2 separate regions of the Mus musculus genome follow, and region 1 is linked to region 2. A link is a contact called in public promoter capture Hi-C data. All regions are on one chromosome and are shown on one strand. The core of a region is the stretch at or near the end of the contact, and the rest is flanking DNA. Distances in the headings are between cores, read along the strand shown. Region 1 overlaps Orc6 (origin recognition complex, subunit 6). Region 2 overlaps Nfix (nuclear factor I/X).

Region 1 (5,920 bases), core at 1,480-3,979, 560 kb before region 2:
TTTATGAAGGGTTTCTATTACTTCTATTTCTGTGAGAGAAAGTCAGCAAATGCAATTTTAAACAAGTTTATAAATGGCATAAAAGTAAAAATTGGCAAGTATTTACTTCAATTAAGGTAAGAGATTAAGACCCTAGAGTGCAGTGTAACATGGCAGCTCTCACTTTTCTCTCCTATACTCTAAGCACTCTAAGACATCAACCTTGTACCTCAAGTAATCCCATCACAACATTATGCTAACATTAGTCACATTTTACAGATTAGGAGAATGAAGCTTGTAGAAATTTTATCACCTTTTCAAATGCACACAGCCAGTAGGTAGTGTTAAACAATTAGCCATTAGTATCAAGATTGTTCTTGTAGCTAGAGTTCCTATGTAGGTAACTAGAACTTAATTTGGAAATATATTTTTAGAGGAAGAAAAAAAAAAAAAAAGCAGCCCATCACAAAAGCTACCTTTCTGGTTATCCAAACAGGGACCTCACACTAGATATCCTTAAATAAAGTAAATGAGTAGTTTGACTCAATTGGATGTTTTCTATCTCCTTATAACCTAATTAACTCTATTAGGACTTCTGTTTAACCACTGGGTGGTGTTTTCGGAACCAATTTTAGATTTGAAGCTGTCCAATTTATGAGTCAGTCTGCTTGAATTGTTTAATTTGCCTAAAGATTTTAACACTGGCAAAGTAAAATATGAACCCAGGTACAGTTTAGTTACCAACATTCACACTTTTCTTTCTCTTCTCTCGCTCTTTTTTTTTTTAAACAAATTCTCACTGTGTGGTTCTGACTGATCTAGAACTTGCTTTGTATACCAGGCTGGCCTGGAACTCAGAGATCAGCCTGGCCCTGTCTCTGAGTGCTGGGATTAAAGACATGTCATGCTGTACCAGATATACCTCTAAAAATTAGTAATATCTGTATTCTTTGGCCACCAGATATATTTTTACTCACACTTCTGTTACTTCCTTTAATTATTGCTTAAAAGGCTGTTTTGTTGTTGTTGTGAGATGGTATCAATGTGTAGCCCACGTTGGCCTGGAATTCACTATACAGATCAATCTGGCCTTCAATTTACAGTAATCCTTTGTGTCTATTTTCTAAGCATGTAGAAGTAATTACAGGTGTGTAAATCATGCCTGGCTTGAAAAATAGGTCTTATCAAATAATTAGTTGTCAGGCTTTCCTCTAGTGCTGCTTCTTGTCATATAAACTGTTGGGATCAACACAGGACTGCTCAGTGTATAAATTATACTGCACCAATTTCAGTACCAAGAGAGCTAGTGTACCCTACCTTTTGCTGGTGGTTCAAGTCCTGGCTCCTTTTTCTTCAGTGTTGGACTAAACTCTGGCTTCTTTCTCTTCAGTGCTGGTCTAGCTAAATCTGCAGAGTCTCCTTTTAGAAAAAGAAAAGTTGGTTTCAAGGTTAATTTTTCTAATCAATTTTACATTTGGTCATCTAAGTCCTCAGCTGGATGATAGAAAGCCAGTACCCAGAGGAGCAAAAAGAGATGGAGCGGCAGATAGATAATCCTGCTCCTCTTGTTCTGGCTGTTTCTTTTATTAGACATGGAATCACTCCCATCCCAAGCAGTACTCAGATACTGGCACTTAACACTGCAGCTTCTTTCTTTCTTTTGAGACAGGGTCTCTCTGTGTAGCCCTGGCTGACCTGGAACTCACTCTGTAGACCAGGCTGGCCTTGAACAGAGATCTGCCTGCTTCTGCCTCCCAAGTGCTGGAATAGCAGGCATGTGCCACCAAGCTTGTCTGATACTGATGTTTCTTAAGGAATGTATTTTCTCAGCATAGATTTGTAGAATCATATTTTTTAAAGGTATAGTTGTAGTGGTTGGTTTTGTGTATCAACTTGACATGAACTGGAGTTATCACAGAGAAAAGAGGCTCTTTTGAGGAAATGCCTCCATGAGATCCAGCTGTAAGGCATTTTCTCAATTAGTGATTAAGCGGGGAGGGCCTAGTCTTGGGTTCTATAAGAAAGAAAGCTGAGCAAGACAGAGGAAGCAAGCCAGTAACATTCTTCCAAGGTCTCTGCATCAGCTCCTGCTTCCTGAACTGCTTGATTTCCAGTCCTGACTTCCTCCGGAATGTGGAAATATAAGCTGAATAAACCCTTTCCTCCCCAACTTGCTTCTTGGTTATAATGATTTGTGCAGGAATAGAAACCCTGACTAAGACAGGTACTAAACCACTTTATTCGCAGGGCAGACATGTCAATTATCTCACTAAAAAATTAATAAAATCAGCATTTTCAACCACAGAATACTCACTGTTAATCTGCTGCCCAATCTTTTCTAACTGCTTACACAGTCGATCAAGTATTGCCTTTTTCACACCGGATGCAGTTATCATTTTGGTTTTATCCACCTTTATCTTTAGAATTCTAAAAAACAATTTCATAAATTTGTTTTTTCAATATCACCAGTTTTCTGGGCAAGAAAAACAGATTACAAACCTATGGCCCTTTGCCCACGATTTACTAAAATTCTCCAGCTGTCTGGACTTTCCTGTTTTCCAAATGTCATTAGCTGGAAGCTTGCAGATTTGCTCTCTTAAGTCCTTTAGTTTCTTATTAAACTGAGAGCGGAAAATTCATCTGTTCAGCAGTAAATGAGGCAAACAAACAAAGACATCTGCTACAGCGCTTCATGCCTCTCAGATGTTACCAATTTGCTGAATGGACTCAGTATCTGTTAAGTGTTCAACTCGCTTTGAGAATGTTTCTATTTACACAGGAGTGTCACATCTCTTTGCCCTACTCCTGAAGCCTCAATCCTGTTCATATTCTTCTACAGCAAGCAATTAAAAAGCAAAAGACCTGGGGCTGGAAAGATGGCTCAGTGGTTAAGGGGGCTGGAGAGATGGCTCAGCGCTTCAGAGCTCTTGCTGCTCTTTAAGAGGGCCCGAGTAACGCCCATATAGTAGCTCACAACCACCTGTAACTCCAGTTCTAGGGGAGCCAATGTCCTCTTTTTGCCTCCACAGGCAGCATATATGGCAAGCAACACCCACCCCCCCCAAGACAATTAACCATTTCGTGTTCAGTTTAATATAGTTCCAAAAGTGGAGTTATTTGACTATTTTCAGTTTCTTTTGTAACATCAATTACATTCCTTCTTCGTACACATACCCTTGTTGAATTAAAAGAATATTATCTATGGATGACAATCACTCCTAGGTATGCTGCTAAAAGTGCCAAGTACACCAAAATTAATGACTGGAAACTGAGAAATATATTCTTTAACAGACTACATGATTTTTCTGTAGAAAGTTTTCTTTAAAAGTAAAATAACAAGCTGGGCGGTGGTGGTGCACACCTTTAATCCCAGCACTTGGGAGTCAGAGGCAGGAAGATTTCTGAGTTCGAGGCCAGCCTGGTCTACAAAGTGAGTTCCGGGATAGCCAGGGCTACACAGAGAAACCCTGTCTCGAAAAAACAAACAAACAAAAAAAACCCCAAAAAACAAAAACAAAAAAACAAACCCAAAAAAAAAAAGTAAAATAACAACTTCAAAGATATAAAAAATTAGTATTTCATGGAATAATTCAGTATGTATACTAATAACTAAGTATTTTGGTGATTTAAATGTAAGAATTTATTTTAGAAATGTTTTTCAGTTCTTTTTAAACAATATGCCTGGAAAATCAAACACGATCACTGTCCTGACAGATTTACAACTTACACTTAGTAAAAGTAGGGTCTGAAAGGAGAATACCTTGTTTACAGACATGGGTGCCACATGGCAAGTAAACATCTTGAACACTCGTTTGAAGTTGGCAGCTCTATTATCAGCCAAGCCAAGAGTCTCATTACCAGGCCACAACCGTAGTGTTCCAGGGCTACAGTGCAAACTGTGCTGAGCCGAGGAGAACGAATGACAAGTGTTCTCTGAGGATGAGAAGCTCATATTGGCAACATTTCCGGATGGTGAAAGAACACTTACACTAGCTGGGTGTTGAGTCACACACATTTGAAATCTCAGCATCTGGGAGTCTGAAGCAGGAGGATCATCATGAGTTTAAGGCTGGCTTATGATACATAGTGACTTCCAGGCCAGCATGGACTACACATAAAACTCTCTCAAAGCAAAAACAAACAAGCAAACCCAGCACAATAAAGTAATGCCCAAGAACTCTTACTTGCATGCTGAGAGTAGTGCGGCAGTGGTGAAAAGTGGCCTGGACAAGTCAAGATCTGCTCGCTGTGTTTCAGGAAGACCAGACTCGTAGCTAGGAGACAGCAATGTTTGTGAAATTATTTGTCAGGAAAATATCTTAAAGGGACTGAAAATGCAATAACAATTGAGAAAACAAAACAAAATTTGGCCCCTAACTTAAATTGTCCTGACCTATTGTTAGCATTTGTTCGCTGACTGTGCTTCTAACAACGTTTTTAGTATTTATTTAGGAGCTGGAGAGATGGTTCAGCAGTTAAGAACACTTCTGCTTTTAGAGAGCACCTGGGCTCACTTCCCAGCATCCACATGGTAACTCACACCCATTTCTAACTCCAGTCCATGGGACCTGATGCTCTCTATTGACCTGAGAGCAGCAGGCATGCATGGGGTGCACATACATACATGCAGGCGAACACTTATACACATAGAGTAAGTATTATAAAATTATACATACCTCTGCAGTATCTCTGCAGCCAAGTTCACTGCTTCTGTACAGCTGAACTGTACAGCTAGGTCTCTGATTCCAACATTTGAATTTAATCCTAGTAAACACTCAAAAGATTTAAGACAGCTCTGATACACCATCTTGTTCAAACCAGAGAGCCTAATTAAATATGCCTTTGAAAAGAAAAACACACATTTTAAATTCAGTATTATTCTTCTTAAATATTTATTAAGAGGTATATTAATTATGCTTTTGGTTTTGAGCCTAGCCTTTAATGGCTGAGCCACCTCTCCAGTCTGTGATATTAATTATATACTAATTTTATTTAACCCAAAACGTTTCAATCACTTTAAGAGCAGACTATTTCAAAGAATTCGTATTATAGAAAGGTACAATTATGCATACTTACAAATAATATTTTTTTAGTATAGAATAGAGTTTATTCAGGGTATGGGAAGGGGAGTTAAGAGGGTAGTAGAAACAGAGAGGGAGAGTAGAGAAGTAGAAGAGTAGAGGCCAGCCATAAGCATGTGGAGAGAGGGGAAGGGAATAGGGAGAGGGCAGGAGCAGGAAGGGACTAGCAAGAGAGAGAGAGGAGCAAGAGCACTTACAAATAATTTAAAAACGACTAAATAGTATAGCTTGTCTCAGCTGCACAAAACAAACCACTAGGAAAATTAAAGGAAGTACTGGGTGTAGGGTGAGGAAAGTGTATATCTGGAAGGGAAGAACAGGATAATCCACCACTGTAGGGAGCCAAGTCTATCTTGGGAAATCATGGAGAGCTTTATAAAAGATATACAACAAAGCAGAGTCACGTTAGGACAGAAAGGAACTTGGCAACAAAGCATTCCAGGGTGGAAAAGTGTTTCCTTTACAAAACTATGACTCACAAAGTGTGTATCATAGCTTGAGGCCAGGGTAAAAGAGACTGAAGAGTTAGATAGCAACAGAAAAGTTAACAGAGCTTTAATGAATAAATACATCCATTATGACACAAGTACTGTGTACATCTACTACATAAAGAAGATAGATACCTTCTTTAGTCAGAATAATAATCCAGTAAAAGACGGTTTTTATTCTTATTTGATGGATGAAGAAACTAGCAGTTCATGGATCTTGTAAATAATACTGACATTTGGTTTCAACATGTGACTCTTCCTGACTCTAATTTTAAACATTAAAGATTTGGACAAACTGTGAGAGTTACTCTCAACTGTTAACTTGATGAGATCTAGACTCACTTGGAAAAAGAGCCACTGGGCATGCCTAGG
Region 2 (6,077 bases), core at 2,005-4,504:
ATGTGGGCACAGTGTAGGGGTCGATCCCTCCCTACTCCCCCAAAGGGGTGCTGCCCCCACCTCTGCTGTTCGGTCCATCCACTCCCTGGACACCTCCTAAAACAAAGGCCTCTTTGTGGTCCTGGCCCACTGGCCAGCTGCCAACTGCATTCTTTGCGTGTTTCCTGAGCAAGGCTCCTGGCTCAGTGGTCGGCTCCTCCCCCACCCTGCCTGAGGCCCCCAGCTTGACTCTTGGTGGTTTCTCAAAGTCGCTTCTCCTCGACACCCCCCCCCCAAGTTGCCATCTTCCCTATGGGTGGGTCCAACTGTCCTGAGAAGGGAGACCCCCAAGGAAGGAGCCAGCCAAAGTGCTGAGCAGGCTGGGCTGTGCTCCGATCTTTCTTAGTAGGAGCTAAGCATCCCTATCTGTATGACTAGGGCCAGCACCCCGCCACACACACACACACACACACACACACACACACACACACACACACACACACACGCTAGCCAGTCGGGTTCAGTATGGTCAGTATTGAGAGTACCTCACTCTGGCTGCCCTTTGGTTGGACTGTGGACTCAGGACCTGGGCAGGGCCTCCAGAGCCTCTGATGGTATATTTCCCTGCAGCTTCAAGGCCTGTTTCTGTTGCTGAGGCTGGCACCCGGTGGGGGGGTGATTCTTTCCCTCAGGGATAGGGCTACATCCGCCTGCCCCATCTCTGTCTCTGCACGTGTGTTCCCCTGCTGGCACCTATCCTATCCTACTTGGTAACAGCATGGCAGCCTCCTTGGGTAGGCTGTGTGTGTGTGTGCGCGCGCGTGTGTAGGGGGGTAGCCTAACTTTGGAAGTAGAACGCATTGGAATATAGGCAGATGCACACTCTTCAGTCACCAGTCACTGTGGTACATGGTCACGACAGATACTGTCCTAATGAAGTCCTAGATCTCTCTCTGCCCTGGGTCTCCTCCTCCCTTGTTAAAAAATGTTCATAATTTGGAAAGAAAGGGAACTTTTTACAAGCTGGCGGATCTAGAGAACTTTCCATCAGTTTTTTCTGGCCTCGTGATGGGTGGGGCCCTTTTTTCCTTCCCTGTTCTCTCCTGCTCTTCTCATAATCTCCCCTCCCCCTCCCTTCAGAGCGCGAGCGTGCACGTGCGCGCACACACACACACACACACACCCCTACCCCTACTTACCTACCTACCTTAAGGAGACCTCTAACAACCACCGTTCCAGAAAAGCTATTGGGGGTTGAGGACCTGTCTGTATCCTCCTGGGCCAGATCCAGGCTCGCCACCCCTCCCCCAGAGGCTGTTCCACTGCAGGCCTAGAATCTCCCAAGCTTTACAGAGCCTGTGCCAAGTAAGACCCAGGCCCAAAGTCTGCTCACCCTCCCCTGAGAGCCTGCCGTACTCCTGCTGGGCGGGGGTCCCCTGGGTCCAACACTGCCAGGGAGGGAGCGAGTGCTGAGCTCACTGCCTCGGCATCTGCCCTCCCCCCCACCTCTGGTGTGAGGGCCAGCCGTACTCCCGCCAGCGCCTCGCTCCCTAATAGCTTTTTAAGTCCAACCACATGTGTCTGAGGAGCAGAGCGGTGCCGCCCCTCCTGCCTCAGCGCTCCCCCTGGCTCCGTGAGACCACCCTCCACTTACAGCGCCTGGGGCCGGGAAAGGGATCTGGCTCCCAGGCCCACCTGAACAAGACAGGCTGGTGCCCGGCCTGAGAGTAACTCCGGAGGGTCACGTGAGGGCAGTGTTCTGATCCCGGGTCCGGGGTCCCTTTCCCCCTGAGCTGCCTGAGATCTTGTTTATGTGTATGCCTCAGTGCTAGGGCCTTGTGCCAGCGCTGCTCTCCTTGAACCTAGCCCCACTGGGGTGACCCCACAGTCGCCTCTCTGACTCAGTACACGTGCGGTTCCCTGTGCGTGTGAGTGGTCTATCGGGAGGCCTGTGGGGTGCGGTTTCGCAGAAGGGGAGTAAGGGCTGGGAACAGACCAAGCGAGCAGGCCTGGGGTCCTAATGAGAAAATTGCTTCCAGCCAGCGAGCCCTGCTCTGCGGCTGAAATTGCATCCAGCCCCAGCCAGCTTGAGCTAAAGAAGACCCCGCCCTTTGGCAAGGGTTTGGAGCAGCCTGTGTACAGCTCATTCTGCCTACCCTTGCCCCATGCACCTAAACGGAGGCACCTTAGTCCCCAGTTGCTTGGGCAGGGCTAGATTCTGGACCCAACCATCCTCATCTCAGGAGGTAGAGGAGTTCTGAGAGCTCCTCCCCGCTGCCACACAGGTCTGCTGCAGTTATAGACCCACTGTGTGCAGAGGGCTCAGAGCAAGGCCACCTGCCAAGTGGCGTTTGGCTTACAGAGAAAGGCTCTCTAAGGAGCCTTGGTTCTCCATCAGCCCAGGTACAAATCTGCCTGTGTGGCATCCTGTCTTCCAGGCTGCCTCATTTGGAACTCAGCCTCCTTGGGAGCTCAAAGCAGGACCCTTCTGCACTTCCAGAGCTCAGTACCCTAGCCCTAGGCAGGACAACCCAGTGGGTGAAAGGCTGATTTAGCTTGCTTGCTTTTCTCTTCCTTCCCTCACGCAGTTCTGGTCTCTGAACAGAACTAGCTGCAGAATTTGTGGGACTCAAAGCAAAATGAAAACGCTGGGCCTCTTGTTCAAGTTAAAGATGTCAAGATAGTGATGTCAGAAACCAAGGCCACAAAAGCAGCTCGTGGCAGCTCAGTTTCCGAGGAGAGTTGGTACCGCACATAGACTGCTGGCTTGGAACACTGGCTCTTCCTGATTGGACCAGAAGGTCCCTTACCGGTGATGAGGGAGACTTGTGGACTCTGGGGCCTACAGGTGGGAATCTCTTCCTGCCTTCAGGCTTTGTCATCTGCTGATGCAGCCTCCCACCCCAATGTTTGGCTATCCTGCTTGATGGCTTTTAGAGGTGTGGCTGGAGAGGAGGAGGAGAACCAGCTACATACTCCATGCTGTCAGGGGAAGACTGCCCTGGTCGCTCTGGAGAAGCAGAGATGGAGAATCACAGCCCTGGGCCTGGGTAGCCCTAAGTGGAACCTGTTGGGCCAAAGGTGGTTCAGGTTGTCCTGTCCCTCTGGGTGGAGCCCTCCCTGTAGCCACAAGTTCCAAAAACTGTGGAGGAGAAGGGAGCTAGCAGGAGTGCTCAAGGAAGAAGGCAGGAGGAAGGAAGCAACCCCATTGTCATCCCTAAATTACTGGCTGGGATGGCAGGGGAGGAGGCGGAAAGCCGACATTGTTTACTTAATTAAAAGTAAACAACAATTTGCCGCTGCCAGCCTCCCATTAGCTGTGTGTGGAGCCCTAGAGCAAAACGGAGACTGACTTTAGGCTTTCGCTCCCACCAAGCTGACATCCCCAGCCTTGGCTTTTCCCTGATAAAGCCCTTCCCGCCTAGATCCCTTTCCACTCAGGCTCAGGAGGGAAGATGAACCAAAAACTTTCAGGAGTATCCCACAGGATGTGGGTCAGAATATATGTATTGAGACACCACTGTTTCAGGATGCGGTGGGGGCTCTAGTCTGCTCCTGTAGACTGCTCCCTGCTAGATATCAGTCAGGCCAGGTTGTGTCAGCTAGGGTGAAGCAGAGGCTTTTCCTCCCAGCCAGATGTTGTTCCCTGAGAAAAGGGCGGAGTCTCATGACCTAAGGGCCTAGTCCATACTACCTGGAGGCCAGGGCCTTCTCTACCCACCTCCCACATTTCCCTTTTAGCAGCTTATAAGCTTCCATCTTTTTGGCTCTGCTCCCAGAAGGGGCTGCTCAGGGCTCCCGGAGGGCTAAGGAGAAAGTCAGGCTTCTTGGGGGCTGTAAGAGAGGGGCTGCTGGACACATGCCCTCTCCTCCAGGTCAAGAGAGCTTCATGTAACACACACACACACACACACACACACACACACACACACACACACACACTGGGGAACTCCTTTAAATAGGGATGGTGAGTGTAAAAGGTTGTGGGGCACTTCTGCTGGCCTCTGGGGCCTTGGCAGACCATCTTTTCAAGGTCTGTCTCCACTTCTCCTGTAGAGCCTGTCACAGTGATGGAGAATGCAGGTTTCAGTCAGTCTGGATCTTGCTCAGGCATGACCTCAGAGTCAGGTCACCTGCTGAGAGAAAGTCACAAAGGCATAGGAGCGCATGTTACACGCCAAGGACCTTGTCCTTTATAGAACACTCTCAAGCCTTTGGGGACCAAGTGACCAGGTGGGGTTGTAGCTCAGAAAAGGAGCTGGCCAAGAGTGTGCAGTCAAAGGGGCAAATGTGAGAGAGGAGGCCCTATTAGTGCATGCCTGAAGCTGCAGGATTCAACTACTGCTCTAAGTGAGCCAGTCCTGGCCCCTGTGAACCTTTGTAATTGTACAGACATTTTGGTTGGGGCTAACAGGAGGCTTAGCACCAAATGAGCAGAGGCCTGGGATGCTGTCTGACCCACAGAACATGGACAGTCCCTGCACTGCATCCCAGACAGTGTCCTGGTCTCCGGGTCCACAGTATGAGGGTTAAGAAGAAATGTGTCTTTTCAAGATTTCAGTTCTTTCTTCATTCCCTTTGCCCCTCTGGGTTCAGGACACACACACACACACACACACACACACACACACACACACACACACACACACACACAGATCTCAGGATTCACACACATCAGGACATTCACAGGCACTGGCACACAGAACAATCTGGGAAGTTGGTCCTGCACTTAATTGAATTAAGGGGCTGGGTTTGGCAGGACATTGTGTATCTGAGCTGCACTTTCTTACACGAGGCAGGAGGCAGCCACTCAGGCCCCCTGAGCAAGCTGTCCCTTCCTCCTTTTCCCTCCAGCCCTCCACTTCCCTTGCCAAAGATCATACACAGGAATAGCCCTCTCAGTTGCTTGCTTTCTCCCCATGTTACTCCTTGATGCTCAGCTGGTGTAAGTTGAGGACCAGGGCCTCCTGAGAAGGTGCTTCCAGACTGAGGCTGGGGCACTGTCGGGGAGAACTAACGGGCCAGTCTCTCCGCCTGGTTCCCATCCTATATTTGCATAGGAGCTGCAAGTACTGCTGAGTAGAAAGTGGAACAGGCCAGGTGGCAGTGGCACAGGCCTTTAATCCCAGCACTCAGGAGGCAGAGGTAGGCGGATCTCTGTGAGTTGTACAGAGCAAGTTCCAAGACAGCCAGGGCTACACATAGAAATGCTGTCTGAAGGAGGGAGCGGGAGAGGGTGAAGCAGTCTTTCGGTCTTTGCCAAATTTAAACCTCTGACCACTACCTAAGAGATAGGAATGATTTGCTCTTGATATTCCAGGCCAGTAGCCCTACGAATAGGTGCAGAGCATGCCTGTGGAGGCTTGGAGGGCTGGGGCCCGAAGCCCTTCCTCACGGTAACCAGGTGGGGCAGAATGTGGTAAGCTGACAGTCCCTTAGAGTTCTGTCTCATCTGGCATGCATTCCCACTTCAGCCTCTGCTGAAGGGTCTCAGGTATCTGATCTCAGCCCAGAGTCAAGGCTCACTCTGAGAAGTCCTCACCAGAGCCTAATTTTGGTCCCTGGGAGGGCTCATCAGGAGTGAGACTAGAGGACAATCAGGCCAGCCTCCCCAGCGCCATTTCCAAGCACACCACAGCACAGCACAGTCTGGGTCCTGCCACTGCACTGCCCCGAATCCATTCAGAGGAAACCCCAAGCAAACTCCTAACAGCGGGCAGTGAAGGCACCCAGGGAGCCATGGAAGGGATCCCAGCCCTTCTGAAGCCCAGTGGGTGGGGGTTTCCTCCCTTGACTCCTGTGTGCTGGGGCTGGGGACTGACCAATGGATGAGGGAGGCAGCCAGGTCCAGCCAGACCCTTCGAAGTAATCTGTACTGCCCAGGGTCAGGGGGGCTGCAGGGCTGGCCTCACCTCGGCTAACCTCTGGGCGGAACAAAGGGGCCTTTCTCCCGCTTGCAGCCCGGGAGGGTGTGCCTGCCTGTTTCTGCCGCCCTCACAAGCACAAGCGGCGCTTTCCTGTGCCGAGGTTTTGTTTTTGTTTTTGTTTGTTTTTTCTCTTCTTGACTTCTCCATTTTTCTCCCTGTCTGACGCTCCTA

Evidence for each region. Capture Hi-C pulls out chosen DNA fragments and counts their contacts.
Region 1: a contact with region 2 is called in a promoter capture Hi-C map of pancreatic islet. The contact joins two enhancer-like sites. A contact is called at or near these places in 1 of 115 datasets of contacts at active chromatin or transcription factors (pancreatic cancer cells) and 1 of 9 other capture datasets (pancreatic islet).

The regions. Positions count from the first base shown.
Region 1 is chr8:85,301,695-85,307,614 of GRCm38.p6, reverse strand. Orc6 (origin recognition complex, subunit 6) reads right to left here. Exons shown (of 7, transcript NM_019716.2): 3 at 4,656-4,819; 4 at 4,164-4,253; 5 at 2,294-2,406; 6 at 1,297-1,398; 7 at 1-29. Among named protein-coding and RNA genes, the nearest start is that of Orc6, 5.0 kb to the right of the region's middle. Within about 2 kb of position 2,729, at least 6 of the 459 cell types and tissues checked have an H3K27ac peak or open chromatin away from gene starts, as enhancers often do. A contact at or near this core is called in pancreatic islet, where this site is marked.
Region 2 is chr8:84,738,253-84,744,329 of GRCm38.p6, reverse strand. All of the region lies in intron 2 of Nfix (nuclear factor I/X), which reads left to right. Among named protein-coding and RNA genes, the nearest start is that of G430095P16Rik, 18 kb to the right of the region's middle. RefSeq lists an enhancer at 1-2,469. Within about 2 kb of position 3,254, at least 124 of the 459 cell types and tissues checked have an H3K27ac peak or open chromatin away from gene starts, as enhancers often do. A contact at or near this core is called in pancreatic islet, where this site is marked.